Regions from separate parts of the Mus musculus genome. Here region 1 is linked to region 2. A link is a contact called in public Micro-C data. All regions are on one chromosome and are shown on one strand. The core of a region is the stretch at or near the end of the contact, and the rest is flanking DNA. Distances in the headings are between cores, read along the strand shown.

Region 1 (2,700 bases), core at 92-2,591, 72 kb before region 2:
AACAGTAGTTGCCATGATCCCATTAATTCACAACCAGCTTTGCTTTTTTAAAGATGATTTTATAAGATCTCCCAGTTGAAATTATTTATAAGTGCTTTTTAGTAATAATAAAAGTATGTACAGTTTTTAAATAAAGTATATGAATACAATATACACTAGCCAGCCCACAAAGTGATGTTTTTTGTCACCTAAATGCCTGTTTCTATATATAATAAATAAACTAGCATTTAATAGGTCAAGGCAGAATAATATAGAGTTTAAGGCTGGCCTGAGTATGTAAACTCCTGGCTCCGCAGCTTGGCATGTACCTTTAATCCCAGCTCTCAGGAGCTAGAGGGAGGCAGGTATCTTTACTTCGAGACTAGCTTGGTCTATAGGGTGAGTTCCAGAACAGCCAGGGCTACACAGAGAATCCCTGTCTCTCCCAACTCCCTAAAATTTTCCATCTCTAATGAATGTGTTCACATTGGTTTTTTTGGCATGGTCAGTGTAAGAGCCAGTACAAGAAAATTAAAAGGAATTATATAAGGTGATAGGACACATGCATGCCTAGTCCTCGTTAAGATGACTCATTAAGGCATCATTATTCTTCTATGCTCTGACTTGAGAGGACTCAGTGTTTCTGTCCTCTGCATTAGCTTAGTGGTCAAATTTTAAATTATTTTGATAACTCTCAGGGAACTGCCAGGTCTCATAAAATTTTCCCAGTAATTGTCACAGGGAGAGCTATGAAAAAAAAACCCGAGGTCTCTAAGAAGAAATCCACATTGGCTAATCTTTTTCTTTTCTTTTCTTTTTAATTTATTTATTTATTAGGTATTTCTTCATTTACATTTCCAATGCTATCCCAAAGTCCCCCATACCCTCCCACACCCACTCCCCTACCCACGCACTCCCACTTCTTGGCACATTGGCTAATTTTAAGAGAGCCAAAAAAAGGGATTGTTGGTCAGGATCTAAACATGGTTTCTTTCGTTAATGTGTGTGTGTATGTATGCTCCCTAGTGCCCACTCATATCAATATGCCATCTCATAACTAGACATATGACCTCAAACCTTGGGAAATTGCTCTACTACTCTGTTGCCAGTACTTCTTTCATTACAGAGCTTTCCAGAACAGAATCAACAGATTGGATTTATTCTACCAGTGAGTCAGTTGCTTATTAGCACTTTTGACATCCAGATGGTCTGAGACAAAGGCAAAAAAAAAAAAAAAAAAGAAAGAAAGAAAGAAAACGAAGGGTAACTCCCAAGTGTAGCTAGTGCAAACTCTTTTGCTGAGCAACTCTAATCTACTGGGCTGTGTTCCAGGGCCTGGGTTTCTTTCATAACAGCACTCTGGCCTTTTCTATAACATTTGTAAGTCAATTCACCTGAGAGGCCAAGAGTTAAACTGGCTGAACAGTCTGAACTGCAAAAGTTGGAAGAGAATCCAAATGGACCAATAGCCTGGCTCTATTTCATGAATAAACAGAGGCATTCAAGTTTGGGACCCTGTAAAGTTAAGTCAATATTAGTTATAGAGGAAATCCTGCTTGTTCTTTCTGTTGTAGTTGATTTTCTAAAAAGGCTAAAGAAGAGGTTTTTTGTGTGTTACAATTCTAAAAACACTCTTTAGAACATGAATACACAATATTTGCAACCTCAAGGATTAAGGATTGTAACTCAGTGGTAAAATATCTGCATAGAATGTACATGGATCTATCAATCCCTGTCATCTAAATTTTGTAAAGGTGTGTGCCCAATATCATTCAAGTATAAATTTTAAAATACTATTATTTTTTAAAACAGGACTGGAGAGGTGGGTCAGTGCTTAAGAGCACTGGCTGCTCTTCCAGAAGACCTGGGTTCGATTTCCAGCAACAACATGGCAGCTCACAACTGTCTGTAACCAGACATACATGCAAGCAAAACATCAATGAACATAAAATAAAAATAAATTATTAAAAAAACAGAAAATACTAACCTAGAATCTGATTCCATATAGTTACCTTATTATGATTATTAAAGATGAGTAAGTGATTCTATTAAATCCCTTAAGTTCTATGTATATGGCATAAGTTTCCTCTGGTAGTCATTGCCTAACAGGATCTGAAAAATCCAATGCTTAGAAGTATAGGATCATAAGACAGTGATTCCATCTGTCAGAATTGCACTATCCTATTTTATTTGTTGGATTTCACAGTTATCTCTCTTGTGGTATCATCCCTACATGCCCAAGAGAAAAAATATTACATAAAACATTTTTAAAACATAAATTTAATAGAGTTTTGTTTCAGGATTTTACTGTTTGCTTGTTTGTTGTTCTCTGTATAATTGCCTTTGGCTCAAGAGTGAGGTGGCTCAAATCTCAGGCAAGAATTAGTTCTCTCTTCTGCTGTATTCTTCTAACAATTTATATGAATTTATATGACAATATATTTTAACATCATATTTTTGCTTATTTAAAATATTTCTCCCCAGTTTAAATACACAGGTTTGCCATATTCATCTCTTTACAGGATTTCTAATGTAGAGCTTAATATAGGGAAGACTCAATAAATATTAGTTGAATTAATTAATAAGTAATTGCCTTAGAAGCAGAAACATGCCTATATAGCAAAAATACTAATCAGAGAATTATTATTCTAGTAATTTAAAAGTTACTTTGTAACATCCTGTGTTCTAGACTCAAATCCAAAAAAAAAAAAAATTGACTTT
Region 2 (2,752 bases), core at 27-2,526:
GGCTAGATGGCTGGGTTCTGGACAACCCCAAATGAGAGAGGAGAGGAGACGGTTAAGGTAATGTTAGCAACAAAAGAAAGCTTGCAACTGAGTGATTATCACCCAAGTCATCAAAAGGAACAAAAATGAGAAAAACACAACAAGGGATCTACCCTTGTCCTTTAAAGGCACTTCTACAACTGTATACTCCCTGTCCTTTGCCTTTTGAAAGGAAATGTCACAGGGCATAGTGGCACACTTACGTAGGCCCAGCACTTGGGAGGCCAAGAAAAGAGAATTATGAGTTCAAGGTCAGGCTGGTCTACAAACAGAGCAAGTCCCTCTCTCTGGGGTTGGTAGGTGGGGGTAATATTATAGAAGATTTAAAAATGAGGACAGGCTGAGTCTCTTTTAAAATGAGAGATAATTTATAATTTCAAAAACTTTAGCTGCAAGTCCTAAAGCAATTTAATGCATTTAATTATTTCTGGAATCTATTTTCACATGGTAAAAATATTGATAAAGGTAAGCTATGCCCCACACACACACACACACACCCTCCATTATATATGAAGTGAAGTGGCACAAGCCTGGAATCCCAGGATGATCAGAATTCAAGGATAGCCTGGGCAATTTGGCAAAGTCCTGCCTAAAAAATAAGTTAAAACGCTTTTGTGGGCCATGGGAGTGTGGCTGAGTGGTGGGTTCAGTTCTTAGAAATACACGCACAACAAACGACAGCACTTATGAGATATTTACACAATGAAGATAGCATATTCTCCTGACGAACGGAAACCAGCCACCCTGATGCCAAAAATCATGCTAAATTCTCTGCGTACTCCCCATAGAACATGTTGGCATCCTTTTAAATGAACAGCCCTCTTCTCAAGGAAAGGAGAAAATCCTAAGGGGCTCCACGGTCAGGACTCCAACTCTTTTCACCTTAGCAGGACTCGGAGTTCCCGCTTTCCAAGAGGCACCACGATGTGGGAAAGGCGAGTGTGGACAGTTAGGAAGCGGTATCAGAGCTCACAAACCCCTGCTAAATAGTCACAGGCCGGCTGGGCAGGGACTGTGTCAGTGAGAGCCACAAGGAAACTGAAGTGCTCCTGAGGCAGCTAGGCTGGCTGGTGGCCAGTCTCCTTCCTGGGTCAGAGAGGCTCGCACAGTTCTGTGAACACTGACCCTCCCCCACCCCGCACGAAAACCAAAAAAAAAAAAAAAAGCTCCCTGGACACAGGGTCTGTTTTCACCTTTGTAAGTGAAAAGATTGAACTAGATTTCCATAGCGGGTCAAGGGACAGAGGACAGTGAAGACCAGAGGAGTACGTGCTGTGTGCTGCGTCAGAAACTTGCAGGCTTGTTTGGAAAGACTGAAACTAAATAAAGACTTATTAGCATAAGACGAGCATTGTGAAATTTGGTCAAAGGATTTTATGCAATGATGCTCTTAAAAAAAAAAAAAGCCTTCATGGCGATGGAGAAAGTAGAGAAAATAGAGCATTTTATTTAAGGGAGGAAACTTGTTATGTATCAACTTGTATGTTTTATGCCAACTTAGACACTAGACCCTGGGAATGGTCTCCTGAGTTTGGCTTTCTCCCACGAAAGGAAAGTAAATTTCTTTTCACAAAGCTAAAGTGTACTTTTAAAAAAAATTCTTTAAAAAGAATAACCAACACTAGACAACTTAATCTTTTTTTCTCCTTTTTACCAGTCTTCCTCTTTAGCTGGGCTTATCTTCAGACGTGCTAAGAGGAAAGGCTGACGTCTAGCCACACTTGGTTCCCTTTTTGCTTTTGTAACATTTTTTTCTCACATTTCCTCTATGGTGCTAGTATTTTATTGTCCCATTGCAAGCCAAATAGCATCAATTTTTAGTGAGAAAGCAATTATGGAACTGAAAAACAGACATTGACACGCAGAACTGGTGTGCTTTCTGCTCTTGGCATGTGGGTGGTCTGGGCTTATTTTCTAGAAGGGTGCACTGAACCTCTGAACCATGACATCGAGGCAGTGATAGTGCACCTCTCCTGGGGACAGACTCTTTCCCAAGCGCCTGTAGTGCACTGTGTCTTTCAGAGGAAAGAGCCCTGAGGACTGGTTCCAACTGGGAGGAGTGTTACCCAGGCTAGCCAGAGACAACATGGCTGGATGCACAGGCCCCGTGTTCATGATCTTTGTCCACCACAAGGAGACAGGGTCACGGTGCAGAAGGCAACTCGGTGCATTTATACAGAGGAGCATGTAGGGAGGCTGAAGACAAGAGCTGAGGGGCGGAGAGGGTCAAAGGAAGAGACCAAGTTGTGAAGCCACAAAAAGAAGCCTGTGTCAGAGTGGCCTTTTATGTTGACTGCTGAGAGGTTCCGCTTAGAGCAGCCGCCCATCACTCCAGGCCGAATGCGGCAAATCAGCAAAGGGAGAGCTATTTTTATTTTTTTTAGATACTTCCTTTTCACCTCAACGATCTTTTTAAATTCTTCCTTCCCTAAGTAGTGTCTTTAAGCTCCGTTCTTTACAGCTCTAATTTATGTTTCTTTTTTATTTCTCTTTCCTTTCTTCTGAGAACTCTCCTCTTCGAGATCTATAAAACCAAACACTTTGCAATGCTCCCCTTTGCTCATGGACTCTGATCTAGAAACCAGAAAGTTGTTTCTTGTCTTTCTTTTATTGTTTATTTACTGTTTGAGAGAGGGTCTCATGTATCCCAAGGCGTGAAATGGTTGTGTAGCTGAGAATGATTTTAAACTCTGGATCCTCTTGCTTCTGCCTC

Evidence for each region. Hi-C and Micro-C count contacts between places; a contact is called where the count stands out from the background.
Region 1: a Micro-C map of brown adipocytes shows a contact between it and region 2, with 5 times the contacts expected there. The contact joins two enhancer-like sites. A contact is called at or near these places in 1 of 15 datasets of contacts at CTCF or cohesin (large pre-B cells), 16 of 484 Hi-C or Micro-C datasets (3T3-L1-derived adipocytes, the AML12 cell line, B cells and 8 more) and 7 of 115 datasets of contacts at active chromatin or transcription factors (the HPC-7 cell line, heart atrium, liver and 2 more).

The regions. Positions count from the first base shown.
Region 1 is chr7:114,362,837-114,365,536 of GRCm38.p6, reverse strand. All of the region lies in intron 1 of 4933406I18Rik (RIKEN cDNA 4933406I18 gene), which reads left to right. Among named protein-coding and RNA genes, the nearest start is that of 4933406I18Rik, 51 kb to the left of the region's middle. Within about 2 kb of position 1,341, at least 9 of the 459 cell types and tissues checked have an H3K27ac peak or open chromatin away from gene starts, as enhancers often do. A contact at or near this core is called in brown adipocytes and liver, where this site is marked.
Region 2 is chr7:114,291,160-114,293,911 of GRCm38.p6, reverse strand. No RefSeq gene overlaps it. Among named protein-coding and RNA genes, the nearest start is that of Psma1, 16 kb to the right of the region's middle. Within about 2 kb of position 1,276, at least 202 of the 459 cell types and tissues checked have an H3K27ac peak or open chromatin away from gene starts, as enhancers often do. A contact at or near this core is called in brown adipocytes and liver, where this site is marked.